Linked DNA regions of Pan troglodytes: region 1 is linked to region 2. Evidence: chromatin contacts called from public Hi-C data. All regions are on one chromosome and are shown on one strand. Each heading gives the region's core, a stretch centred on a gene start, on an enhancer-like site or on the middle of the called end of the contact. The rest is flanking DNA. Distances are from core to core; before and after follow the strand shown.

The links. Hi-C and Micro-C count contacts between places; a contact is called where the count stands out from the background.
Region 1: a Hi-C map of induced pluripotent stem cells shows a contact between it and region 2, with 1.7 times the contacts expected there. The contact joins two enhancer-like sites. A contact is called at or near these places in 4 of 7 Hi-C or Micro-C datasets (blood, induced pluripotent stem cells and stem cell-derived neural progenitor cells) and 1 of 1 other capture datasets (stem cell-derived neural stem cells).

Annotation. Positions count from the first base shown.
Region 1 is chr6:78,786,869-78,793,988 of NHGRI_mPanTro3-v2.0_pri, forward strand. The region is part of intron 4 of AUTS2 (activator of transcription and developmental regulator AUTS2); the gene reads left to right. Among named protein-coding and RNA genes, the nearest start is that of AUTS2, 560 kb to the left of the region's middle. Within about 2 kb of position 1,878, at least 2 of the 24 cell types and tissues checked have an H3K27ac peak or open chromatin away from gene starts, as enhancers often do. A contact at or near this core is called in induced pluripotent stem cells, where this site is marked.
Region 2 is chr6:78,668,299-78,675,638 of NHGRI_mPanTro3-v2.0_pri, forward strand. All of the region lies in intron 2 of AUTS2 (activator of transcription and developmental regulator AUTS2), which reads left to right. Among named protein-coding and RNA genes, the nearest start is that of AUTS2, 440 kb to the left of the region's middle. Within about 2 kb of position 1,578, at least 2 of the 24 cell types and tissues checked have an H3K27ac peak or open chromatin away from gene starts, as enhancers often do. A contact at or near this core is called in induced pluripotent stem cells, where this site is marked.

The DNA of each region.
Region 1 (7,120 bases), core at 628-3,127, 120 kb after region 2:
AACTTACTTCCCAGCCCCTTTCGAGTACTTTAAGAGTCCCTTTATTTATAGCCCAGCTTAAGCCCCAGTGGGTAACACTCCATAAACCTGCAGTGACATCCAGTGGCCTCGTGGTGTAATTTTTTACAAACTTTTCTAAAAGGAATTACAGGGGCAGTATTTCCTGTCAAAGAAAAATACTGTTGGAGTTATTGAAGGGGGTTTCCTAAATACATTTATGTACAATAGTTACTGGCATACTCCTTGATAGGATTACTAGGAGAATGATTATTCATTTTTTGGTTTTTGAGTGAAGGATTAACGGCCTCTGATGAAATCAGCTTTATTCCAAGATCAGATAAAAAATATAAAATTGAGGACAATATTTTTAAGAGGACAATTTTTAATTAAAAAAAATCAACAGTGTAGAATTTCCTATTCTGGATAGATTTAAGAAATAAAGGAGAACCTTTAGTTTGTGCACCTGATCATGAAGTTTAAAATTCTATGTTGTTCCCCTTCTTGGTTCTTGTGCAGTCAATGTCTTTGAGAGTCTTCTTCCACTGTGTTAACTCTTTAATTTTCTCAAACCACCTAAGACTGCTACTATAAATCAGAGCCAAGAGACTCCCAATCTGATTACTGTCTTTAATTGTATTATTAAACGAAAGCATATTTTTATAAAAATGATGCCCCATTATTATAAAATATTTACGTGGTAGAAAAATGTACGAAGAAAATGTGAGCACATCAGTGCAAATCTTACCCTTTTCACAGAAATAACCAGCGTTAACATTTGGTAAACCTCTTTGAAAATGCTCTCTATATGCTCTTTTATATTCTTTCCATGCATATATATTGATAGAACGATAAATAAATTGGAAGCTAAGAAATAATTTCATGATACTGAATTGAACTACTTATAATGGCTGTGTTTATTTGGTTTGTAATTACCGCAAAATGTTATACTAGGTGGGGAGAGGACCAGGAAGAGGTTTGCTTTTTTTAAAAGAGATGACTTTGCCTTTCTTGTGACAGGGAGGGCTGGCTAGGCAGGATCAGGTTTGGGAGAGGGTCAATAGAGAGGAGTGGTGTGCAGCCACCTCATGGCTGCCAGCTATGAGGTTTGGTTTAGATAAGTTAACTGAGGCTGGAATGGGACAGCATAGTTCATATGTTTAAACACCCAGGACGAGATGTTCCCAGAGCTCAGAGAGTTCATACGAGTAAGTCTAGCATGTAGAAACTAAGCCAGTAGAATGTTCCAAACTGATGCTAGGCACATTCATACCAAAGATGAGTGTTAGGTTGTGGTTGGGGGGGGCAGAGGGGGAGGGAGAAGGAGAGGGAGAGATCTTTAGATATCTTTAGCAATTGATACTGAACCAGAAATTTGAAATTTAGATTTCGCTCTGTCATGCCCATTCCCCAGACACTTCTCAGATACAATGCAAAAGCCATATGCTACTGGGAGAGAGGCAAGAAACCTGTTTGCCATTCTAGTCCTAACAAAGATTAGCTGCTGTGGGGGAAGGACTATGAATCTCCCCCTGCTTTGCAAAGAAATGGGGCAAACGTCATTTGCAGTTGAGAGAGATCATTTTGCCCACAATTCTGCACTGATGCACTGATCCTCTACCTCTGGTAGAGGAACAGGAAACTTTCTCATGCCCGAGATATTCCACCAATACAAGGCAAAACTTGGCTTCCCCATGGGAGGGATGTGGGGAAGAAAACTGATTGTATTTCATACCCTGAACTGAGTAGGAAGCAGAGATTACATGTCATTGGGGTGGAGGAAGAAATGCTAAGAAAGTCATGTACTTGAGTCCCAGATGTGCAGGGCTAGGCTAAGACTGTGCTTGGAGCAGGAGAACTGAGAAATTCTCCTTCCCCCCTCCAAGAGCCTTCAACCATAACAAAGAAACAGTAACAGGCTTGCAGTCTACTGCTAGAGGAGTGGCAAGAGCATGGGAAGAAACGCAGACACCCTGCAATGCTTATGTGCAGGTCCTACTTAGGTCCTACTGTAAGTTTAGGGTGGATCATGAACACTGAGAAAACCTTTTTGACAGCAAAAAATAAAATAAACTTTCATTTCTATATAGATTTAGATTACAAAGTTATGCAGGTAGAATTCTCGTATAAAATCAATCTAGTTTTCCCTGTTGTTACATCTTACACTTGTAAGATGTAGTTGTTATAAGTAGATGTAATTGTTGTAAGTAGTAAACCAATATTGCTACATTATTAAATGAAGTACATACTTTATTCAAATTTTCTTAGTTTATACTTTACTGATCTTTTTCTGTTGTAGTATCCTATCTAAAGTAGGATACTATGTTGTATGTTTAGTCATTGTATCTCCTCAGGTGCCTGTAGACTGTGACAGTTTCTCAGATAGTTCTTCTTTTTGATGATAGTTTTAAGGAGTACTGGTCAGGTATTTTAGAGAATGTTCTTCTATTGGTTGGATTAAAATTTTTTTTGATGTTTTTCTCATGATTAGACCCTCAGTTGGCCTCTGTTTTGAATCTTCTAGACTCACAAAAGACTATGTCACAGCAGTCTATCAGAGGAGGAATTTTTATCCTGTGGTGCATCAACACTAGTTATAGCAACAGTAAAATACAGACACAATTCAACTACTGAGTAGATTTATTCAGTCCCCCCATGCTAACAGCTTGAAAGAAGTAGTTACCCATTTCCAGATAGAAATATTATTTACCTGAGTTTCTTTTATACATAAAGTTTGGGTTCAATTAAAAAAATTATGACATAGACACACTCACGTAAGATAAAAAAAAAAAGGTGACTGTTCAAGATGTAAAATAGTCAACAAAATCTGACATGCAAACTTCAGACAGGGACCTTGAAATAACTATGATTACTGTATTAAAAGGTTTAATGGAAAAGGTGGACAATATACATAAATCGCGATGTGGAATTTTAGTAGAGTGATGGAATCTGTAAGAGTCAGAAAATGCTAGAAATGAAAAACAATATCATATATGAAAAAATTTTCTGTGGGTTTATCAACAGACTTGATACGATAGAGGAAAGAATAAGTGACCTTGAGGATAGGCTAATAAAGCCTTTCAACTGAAATAGAGCAAAAAGAGTGGAAATAAAAAATGGAGCGTTGCCGTAGAAAATTTCCTAACAGCCTAACATACTTCAAGAGAGAGAAAATAGGCTAGAAGAAACGCTAGAAGAGATAATGGCTGAGAATTTTCCAAAATGAAAGATAGCCAACCACAGACTCAGAATAAATATGAAGAAAAGCATACCTACGTACACTGAAGTCAGACTGCTGAAAATCAAAGATAAAGAAGAAGTCTTGAAGACAGAGAAAAAAATAAATATTCCTGCAGAGGTATAATACATAAAAGCTCAGTACATTTTATGTCAGAAATTATGTTAGTGAAAAGAGTTGGAGTGACATCTTTAAAAAACTGAAAGAACAAATACCCTCAACCTAGAATACTGTATCCAGGAAAAATATATTGCAAAACGGAAAGTAAATTAAGTCTTCGTCAGATGAAGCAAGAGAAGTTTTGCTAGCAGAACAGGTCTATCTGAAGAGCTTACAGGAAGCTCTTCAGACAGTAGGAAAACTCTTCAGATAGCAGGAGTACGCTGCTCTATAGAAAGAACATTTTGTTCTACACAAAGGAATGATGGACACCAGAAATATAAAAATATGAATAAATAGACAAGACATTTTTTCTTCTAATCTTTTGAAATGAGATTAGAGTATGGGTTGACAATGAGCCTGGTATGGTTTGACTCTGTGTCTCCACCCAAATCTCATTTCAAATTGTAATCCCCACGTGTTGGAGGAAGGGCCTGGTGGGAGGTGATTGGATCATGGGGGCAGTTCCCCACTGCTGTTCTCATGATAGCAAGTGAGTTCTCATGAGATCTGGTGGTTTAAAAGTGTGTGACAATTCCTGCTTGCTTGCTCTCTCCTGCTCCCCTGTGGTAACACGTGCTTGTTTCCCCTTCACCTTCTGCCATGATTATAAGTTTCCTGAGGCCTCTCAGTCATAATTTCTGTTAAGGCTGTGGAACCATGAGTCGATTAAACCTCTTTTCTTTGTAAATTACCCAGTCTCAGGTAGTTTTTTATAGCAGTGTGAGAATGGACCAATATGAGTCAAATCTAACATCAGGCTTGTTTTGTGCAGCCCATGAGCAAATAATTTATTTTAAGGGTTGTAAAAATTTTTTTTTAAATATAGAATAATTAATGCATATGCAACAGAGAGCATATATGGCTTGCAAAGTCTAAATTATTTACTATCTGGTGCTGGTTTAAAGCAAAAATAATAATTCTATATTATGGGGTTTATAACATGTTAAAATAAAATTTTGGCAATAATACCTTAAAGGATGGGAGGGAGGAAATGGAAATATACTGTTGTAAGGTTTAAATGGAAATATACTGTTGTAAGGTTTCTGTACTATACATGAAATAGTATAATAACATTTCAAAGTAGACTATGATAAGTTAAGAACGTATATTGTGAATTTTAGAGCAGCCATTGGGGAAAAAGATAAAGTACAAGATATAATTAACAAGCCAATAAAATGAAATCATAAAAATGCTCAGCTAATACAAAAGAAGGCAAAAAAATTAAGAAAGAAGGGAACAAAAGAACAGATGACTTTATTTTAAAGTATGATAGTACATAGATACCATATCATCCTTAGCAATAATTACACTAAATATAATTGGTCAGTTAAAAAGCAGAGATTATAAAATTGGATAGAAAGTAAAACCCAATTTTGTGCTGCCTGCAAAAAACCCATTTTAAATACAGAGCCATGACTATTTTAAAGCAAAGAGGATGGAAAACAGTATGTCGTGCAAACCCTAATCAAAAGAAAACTGGAGTGGTCTGGGCTTATGCTTATAATCTGAGCACTTTAGAAGTCGGCTGGATCACTTGAGTTCAGGTGTTTGAGACCAGCCTGGCCAACATGGTGAAACCCTGTCTCTGCTGAAAGTATAAAAATTAGCCAGGTGTGGTGGCTCATGCCTGTAATCCCAGCTACTCTGGAGGCTGAGGCAGGAGAATCACTTGAACCTGGGAGGTAGAGGTTGCAGTGAGCCATGATTGCACCACTGCACTCCAGCCTGGATGACAGAGGGAGACTCTCAACAAAAACAAACAAAACAAAACAAAAACAGAAGTGGTTTTGTTAATATCCATACAGTAGACTTCACAATATTACCAAGTATAAAGCATGGTATCACACACAATATAGTGATAAAGGGATCAGTCCATCAAGAAAACAAGAATTCATCAAGAAAAAGGCCTATGTACACAATAACAGAGCTTCAGAATACATAAAGCAAAAACTAATAGAATTATAGGAAGAATAGACAAATCCACTAATAAAGTTTGAGATTTCATTGCTCATCCCTCACATTGATAGAACAAGTTAACACAGATTAGGAAGGACACCAAAAACTTGAGCAACACTACCGGTCACCTTGACTCAATCAACATTTATAGAATGTGCCCTTCAACAGCAAAATACAGTTTTTTGTCCAAATGCACATGACATACTCAGTGTAGACATATTTTGAGCTATTAAGTAAATTTCAATAAGTGTAAAAGCATTGAAATGATGCAAATTATGTTCACTGACCACAACAGACTTAAACTAGAACTCAGTAACAGAAGGATACCCGGAATGTCCTCAAATTTTTGGAAATTCGATAACATACTTTTAAATAACCCATATCAAAGAGTAAGTCTCAAATCTAATTTGATTTTTACAGTTTACATGCCTCTTTTTTCTAGGCATTTAAAAAATATACAGAAGTACAGTCTAGACTGCACATGTGTATATATTGATGACAGTGACATTCTCTCGGAATTTATATTAATGTAGTGCACAATATATTTGAAGTACATTTGGCATAAGGACGTACTAAGTCACAAGACTTGTTTGGGGAATGTGATTTCTTTGGATAAAATTAAATTCCTTGAACTTGACAACTAATCAGGCTGAAAAAATACACTTGAAGCTTTCTGATACATTATTAAGGAAGTTACAGAATATCCATGAATTTAGTTAGCTTTACACTCCAGTGGTACTCCTGAGTATTTTGTAATTGAACTCGTTGATCTTCAGGTGTGAATTGATTCTTCAGATCTGTGACCATCAGTCTGTCTACAAACATTTATGCAGGCTCTCTGAGCAAGATGCCTTTCCTCACGGTGGTTTCTAAACTCTCCCAATATTTTCAGCTGCCTGGGTAGGAAGCATTAGGGCAGACACCCAGGCTGGAATGCAGTGGTGTGATCTTGGCTCACTGCAATCTCTGCCTCCCAGGTTCAAGAGATTCTCCTGCCTCAGCCTCTCGAGTAGCTGGGACTACAGGCGCTGCCACCACACCTGGCTAATTTTTGTATTTTTAGTAGAGACAGGGTTTCACCATGTTGACTGGGTTGGTCTTGAACTCCTGAACCTGAGGTGACCTGCCCGCCTTGGCTTCCCTAAGTGCTGGAATTACAGGTGTGAGCCAGTGCACCTGGCCTGCTCTGCTTTTAAAGAAGCAGAATTTGTCTAGATATTTTTGAAGAACATTATGTAATAAAATAGCAGTAAGAGTATGAATTCTCGATATGTATTGAAAATTAGAGTCTTTAAAAGTCTTGGTGTTTAGAAATTAATATTAGTTTTAATATGACTCTTTAATAATGAAGAATATAAAGTTCTCTGTGTGCTGGTGAGAGGACTTTTTATTTTTACTCCTGGAAATACATGATTTGTACCAGTCACTTGTGTGGCCATAATATTTTTGCCCTGAATATTAGGTCATCATTTCCTCTTTATTGTTAGGTAACCCAGAATGCTAGGTATTCTCTAACAGAAGAAAAAAAAATTGGTTTGCAGTCCTGGTAAGCTGTTGGAGATTTTAATAATCCCAATAAAATATTTCCATTTTTCAAATGTGTTTAGATGTCCTTGGCAGATTTAGATTAGTTACATGAGATGGATAGAAAACAGGCTCAGGGCTTAGGGTTTATTTTGATGATTTTTAAAATTTGTTGAAATAAGAGTTGTTTTATTTAAGGAAAAAATAATATTTCTGGATTAAGTATTTCAAATGCGTTATTTT
Region 2 (7,340 bases), core at 328-2,827:
TCGTCGTCCTATAGCTAATATTTTTCCCTGTTTTTCTTGCACCAGATGGCACTGTTTAGTTCTATTTCACAATCTTATTCTGGAACTTTCTTCGGGAGAATCTGTTTTAGCCCAGGCTCACCAGTGACACCTCTCTATTCTGCATGAAGTCTTTACGAATGCTTGTAAAAGGTCACTGACTCAGACATGAAGCTGTTTATTTGAGGTCTTGTGGTTCTTTCCAGTTGCACATTTGCTGTGAGGTGAGCCTAATAAACCAGCTGATAGAAACCTACATGCTTCTTATAGAGTTCAGCCAGTATTTTGCTTGGAGACATATTGCAACAATATGATTTCAGCATTCTCACGGCCCAGTCTAATTATCTGACACATTTTGGAATTATTTTATATGTAAAAGTAGAGCTATAAGCAGAAGGGCACACTCACTAAAAAAAAAAAAAAAAAAAAAAAAAAAAACCTTGCAGAGCTTAAAGTGTTTCATGACAGTCTGTTGAACTATAGATTTATCAAATTAACTTACAAAAATAAAATTTAAAGAACCTTTCCTGACTATTCCCAAGGCTGACTTGGAAGGAAATTATGGATGACCTCTGATGTCATTATGCATAAATGGGGCAGATCCATAGCCAAGCTCGCCTCTTTGCTGCACATAACAATAAAACATCCTTTTGGAAGATAGAATTAGCTTTATTTAATAAAAATGCCAGGGTCATATTGTAAGACTTATCTCTGTGAGCTTTGCCCTCCCCTCCCCTCCTCTCCCTTGAATAATACAGAAACGTTGGACATAATTATGACACAGATTTCATAAGGCTGCTTCTCCTTTTACAATTATATTTTATGAAGAACAGACAATGTTTTCTTTGCAAATTTTGAAGCTCCTTCATTTTCTGAATGCATTGGATTTGGTACTAAATGCTCTCTCCCGTTTGCATTTCCTTCCCTCCCTCCCTCCTTCCCTCCCTCCCTCCTTGCCTCCTTCCTTCCTTCCTTCCTTCCTTCCTTCCTTCCTTCCTTCCTTCCTTCCTTTTTTTTTTTTATTTTTGGACAGTGTTTCACTCTTGTTGCCCAGGCTGGAGTGCAGTGGCTCAATCTTGGCTTACCACAACCTCCACCTCCTGAGTTCAAGCAATTCTCCTGCCTCAGCCTCCCGAGTAGCTGGGATTACAGACATGCGCCACCACGCGCGGCTAATTTTGCATTTTCAGTAGAGACAGGGTTTCTCTATGTTGGTCAGGCTGCTCTCGGACTCCCGATCTCAGGTGATCCGCCCATCTCAGCCTCCCAAAGTGCTGGGATTACAGGCGTGAGCCACTGGGCCCGGCCTCCCCTTTGCATTTCACTGCTCTATGTATTCTCTTGGTGGTGATATGAGTTGAAGGGTGGGAGTAGGGGTGGAGAGCCCTCTCTAGACTGGAGCTATGAGTGCATAAGTGAAATCTCATTATTTCCATCTTTAAAAGAAGAAGTATTGGCGTGTGGTGTTTTTAGCCAGCCCTCCCTCCTTTCCTCTCATGCCCATCCACAGGCCATTGACTGGAAGGCACAACAGCTCCCAGCACAGCCCCTCCTCCTGCCGCTGGAGAGGTGTTGGGACTGGTGTGCTGGTTTCCAGGCGCAGGTCCTCCAGGCTGAGCCACAGCTCTCTGTAGAAGTAAGCATGAGACAGGCTGCTTCCATAAATCAAGCCCTGAATTTTATTACAGTGTTTATGTAACCTCAGTTTATGTGCTATAATTCTTTGCTGTGTTGCCTAGAGTAATTCCCAAAGAGGATGTTTGTTCTTTTTCCCTGGAAATTTTCTAGCATAGGCCTTTTGTTTTGACATTCTCCTTCCCCCCACCCTCTGCCTTTTTTGGGGTGGCCTGGGGATGGGTATCACTAACAGTCAATTGCTTTTTACTGAGTAAATAATATAATCCAGCGTGTGTTAGATTCTGTTTGTACTAGATGTTATTCCTACTCTTAAGTGGGAGAAAAAATCTCAAATTAATTTTTACATTTTCAAGATTATAGGGTGGTAGGGTTAATATGTACTTAATTGATGAGTAAATGAAATATAAGTGAAAACAAATGCCTTTGCTATCCATGGGAGACCCGTTCCTTTTTATAGCCTCCGCCACCATCACAGATCTCATGTTGATAGAGTCAGATTGACCGCTGAGAGAGAAAATACAGACTGGAAATTTTGGGTGATTTAGACTTTTAACTGAAGAAAATGTCAGGGTAAGATGACCAGATTCAACTGTATTCCATGTAGACAACTATGTCAAGAGAGAAATGTTTTCTGGTTGGAAATGAAGACAATTTGACTTAACCGGAGCATGTTTTTAAAGAAACCCATAGCATGTTTTTTTTTTTTTTTTTTTTAACTTAGCTCTTTTTTTCGAACCTTATGTTTGGCCCTACAGAGAAATTAGGTGATGAGACTGGACCTACGGAAAGTGTTACTGGACCTATTCTGATTGGACACGTTAGACTTGTGAACTGCTGACTGGTATATTTCAGTTAGTACAGTTAATGTTTTATCATCACTGCCATTAGAAGGTATTACATAGATGTGATCTTTTTCATTGTAGTTTAAAGAAGATAGTTAATCCTGGGGCAAAGTTTATGAAGGAAGTGTGTGAACAGAGCAATCTTTTTAGATTTACTTTAACTACAAAACTGGATATTTGTTTTAAAGCTGTGCTGTTTAGGATTGTAGACACTAGCCACATGCGACTGTTGCGCATTTGAAATATGACCAGTTCTAATTGAGGTGTGCTGTAAGTCTAGAATACACACTTGATTTTGGAGCTTGAGTATGAAAGCAAGAATTTATAGGTCCTCTTTAATCATTTAAATTAATTACACATTGTAATTATATTTTAGATACATTGGGTTACATAAACTGTATCATCAAAATTAATTTTATACCTATTTTTACCTTGCTTTTACTTTTTAAAATGTGACTCCTAGAAAAACCTTAAAATTGCAAATGTGACTCACATTTGCAACTCACATTATTTTATTATATTATATTTTATTTTATTTTATTTATTTTCAAGATAGAGTCTTGCTCTGTCACCCAGGCTAGAGTGCAGTGGTGCAGTCTCGGCTCACTGCAACCTCCGCCTCCCAGGTTCAAACAGTTCTCCTGCCCCAGCCTCCCGAGTAGCTGGGATTACAGGCGCATGCCACCATGCTCAGCTAATTTTCTACCTTTTTTTTTTTTTTTTTTTTTTTAAGTAGAGATAGGGTTTCACCATGTTTGCCAGGCTGGTGTCAAACTCCTGACCTCATGATCCGCCTGCCTCGGCCTCCCAAAGAGCTGGATTACAGGCATGAGCCACTGTGCCTGGCCTTGCAACTCACATTATTATTGGCCAGTGCTGTTTTAAAGTTCTGTTGTCCAATGAAGGGAATAACAGATGAGTACACTCAGTAAAACCTTCAAAGTTATATGTTTAAAGGAATATTCTGTGCTTCCTGATAAAATATTAATAACCAAAATTAGCAACAACATATAGATGAAATTATTGCCTCAAGATTTATAAGGAAATATTGACTGGAATACTGTCTATTAAAATATTCCTCTTTACTTGTCAAGTCTACCTCTCAGTATCTTAAAGGAAAGTTCTCATCTAATAGGGTGTAGAGGTTAAGAGCATGAACTCTAGGTTGGAATCCCAGCTTGGTTGTTTACTGTCTGTATAATAGGAAGTAAGTTATTTAGCTTCCCTGTGCATCAGCTTCCCTACATGTAAAATGGATACACCTTAATATCTTCCTCATATTAAATAAAACAAAGTGTATAAAGCACATGCTAGGATTCGCACATACTACATAAGTACTATGTAAGTGCTAGCTATTATAGAGATAGATGTTATTGTTCTTATCTTGTTAAAATACGTACAACTTTTTGATAGATTATTCGAACCTGGACTCTATTCTCAAGCAAATGGAAGCTGTTGGCTTTCAGTAATTAGTCTGAATTTTGTTGAAACTCAGAAACAACTGGCAGTAATTAAAAATGGGAAAGTTAAATGAGCAAAGAAGGGAGCTCATTTATTGGAACATATGATGAGAACATTCCATAAAATAAAACTTGTAGTAATTGTCAATTAAACCAATTTTCTACCTGATATAAATTCAGTAGTACTATATTTCTTTTTATCATGTTTCTTTGTCACCAGGTATATTGGTCTGCAATTTTGAGTCTTTGGAAGTTATTTTTGTGTTTATTATGCTCTGATAAAGAGATGATGACCTCTTAATCTTGTGTCCAAAAGTGGTGGTGCTATATTGTCCTAGAATTGTTTGAATTTTAGAGCAATGTGTATGTGTGCATTTAAACCCAAGTTTAATAAGTCATTCCATTGTGTTCTTAATAGGGCTAGATAACCTGAGAACCAGTTGGTTTTTTATTGTGCCGAATAAAATTTGTAATCTGGTTTAGACTCTGTACAGCACTGTAGGTATAACAAGTCTTTTATGCTGATTAGCAGTTCGGGGGTGATCTGTGATATAAGTTTGTTATGGTGGAATTGATGTTCGTGATGGGATGTCTAGATGAAATTACCCCATGGAATATAATCTTTTTTGAGTAGAGGATGGTATTAAAGAAATATGTCTTCAAAACTCTTATACAGGCCAGTACTGCCTCTTTAGATGTAAAAGTTTATAATTTTAATTGCAGGACCTTCTTTTACTTGGCTTTTAAAAGTTATTCACTTAGTCAAAATTTATTGAACACCTATAGTATTCCAGGCAGAATGCTAACCCTCACAGAGCTCACAGGGGATACACACTAAGGGATATATATTGTAGTACAGCACAGTGCTGTACTAAATAGCAATTGCAGAGACACTTTCCCTATTTTTTATGTTTTTACTGCCACTTTGCCTTTATAACATGAGGTGATATTAGCATAGAGCTGAACCAAATGTTGGGATATTAAGAAGCTGAAGCAAAGTTCATAAAGAGCATGACTTGGGCTTGGACTTTGCATTTTACAAGGTGTGCAGTGTGAGCTTACAGAGGCTTTGACACCAGGGAGTGAGTGGAGCGTTGGGCTTTGTTATTTGGAGAGATCACTCTTAGTATTGGTATTGGGACATAGATGGTATAATAACAAGGAGAGACTGTAAGAAACTTTGCGGTATCTAATCAAGATATGGGGAGAAACTTACACTAAAGAGTGTGTGCTAGGTGAGGAAGAGGTAGGATTTTAAGGAAATTCTCCAAGTTTTAAGTGCAGAAGTGTGGGAGGAAAAAATGTAAGATGATGATGGTTCTGGCTTGATTTTCCAGAGTAGAGTAGAGTAGCCTTGAAGATTTGATACAACGCTTGACATAGGACATCTTAAAGGGGAGCTCTTAGACTTCAAGGAGAATATGGTAAATATTAAGTACACTATTGGGAGCATGGGTCTGCTGTATGGGAGAGTGTCTTGGCTAGAGGCGTACTTGAGGTAGTCATGATCTAAAGGTGATAGCTGAAGTCATGGGAGGTAGATGGTATAAAATAATAAGCCTCTCCACTGTGCTTCTGGGGGATTTCCAAACACCTTAGCATGCCTTACAAGGCCCTTTAGGGTTTTTTTCTGTACTTTGTTAGTCTCCTTTACAAAAGTTAATGCTGTTGTCTCTCATGCAACATGCATTCCTCGTGTCTCCAGCTGTTTGCTGTTCTCCTCACTTCCCGGGCTTTTCTGTATCTCCATTACATCACACATGCTGTTTCCTGTGTTTGCAAGGCATGGCTCCTCTTTGTCCCCTTAACAAGCTCTGGATTTTTCTTTAACACCCAGTTCCTGAACCTCCATGGCCCAGCTAATAGCTCCATCCTTGAACCCATAAGATTTTGTACATATTTCTATTAGTACTTATATCTCACTTCGAGTAATTATCACTTGCCTTTCACTCATTCTGTATAGACTGTGAACTCCTAAAGGAAAGAGAAGTAACTTTAGTCATTTTTACATCCCCAACCTCAAAATGGCACTTGGCAAATAGATGCTCAGAGAATGTGTTTTGATTGAATTAATTCATTTGTGTGTGAGCTGCATGTGTCACATTAGTGGCTTTTGGATGTGTCCAGAAGTATACCTATTATACCTTGAAATTTTGCAAATCATCATATTTGCAAAGGTTAAATGTAAACAGGAGAAAGGTGAGACCTGAGGTCCTTGTCAAAACCGTTTTTCTTACTGTAATATTAATGTGCATTGTTTGTGGAAAAGTTGATTGATAAATAAAAGAAGAAAATTTAAAATATCCATAGTCTGACCACCCAGTGATATCTTGGCTTAAATTGTACGTACCCAAAATAGCAAAAATAGGATCTCTCTGTGCATATTGTCCTTGACTTTTTTAAAAAACTTACTATCTGTGCATCATTAAATATTAGTAAGTAGTCATGTTTTGTGGGGTTTTCTTTTAGTTTGAGATGAGGCTGGTCTTGAACTCCTGGGTTCAAGCAGTGTTCCTGTCTCAGTCTCCAGGTAGCTGGGACTATAGGTACACACCACCACCATCCTCAGTAGTCATTTTTGAGTGGGCTAGTTAAATAGACTGACACTCCCATCATGCATTATTTAACCAGTTCCTTGCTGTTGGACTTACAGGCTGACTTATAGGCTGTTTCAAATTTTTAATTTATATAGTCACATTTCAATGAACAATCCAGTAGTGTTGTCATATTCATTTTTATTTAGAATACTTCGGTGAAAGGAAGTATACATCTTACTTTTTCCAACTCTATTAGCAAGTCATCTCTTGGACATTTTTTTTTTTTGGAGACAGAATCTCACTCTTGCCCAGGCTGGAGTGCAGTGGCATGATCTCGGCTCACTGCAACCTCCACCTCCCAGGTTCAAGTGATTCTCCTGCCTCAGCTTCCTAAGTAGCTGAGATTACAGGTACCTGCCACCACGCCTGGCTAATTTTTGTGTTTTTAGTTGGGACAGAGTTTCACTATGTTGGTCAGGCTGGTCTCAAACTCCTGACCTGAAGTGATCCTCTTGCCTTGGCCTCCCAAAGTGCTGGGATTACAGGCGCCCAGCCAGTCTCTTGGAAAAGTCTTAACAATTTTTATTATCACCAACTGAATTCTTCTCATCATATTTTTAGGTTTTAAATTGTCTGGAACTTAAAAATATATGAAGATAGGCCAGCCACAGTGGTTCATATCTGTAATCCCAGCACTTTGAGAGGCTGAGGCAGGAGGATCACTTGAAGCCAGGAGGTTGAGACTAGCCTGGGCAACATAGCAAGACCCTGTGTCTACAAAACCCAACAAACGTGTGTGTTTGTGTGTGTGCATGTGTGTAAAACATATATATGAAGATATGATA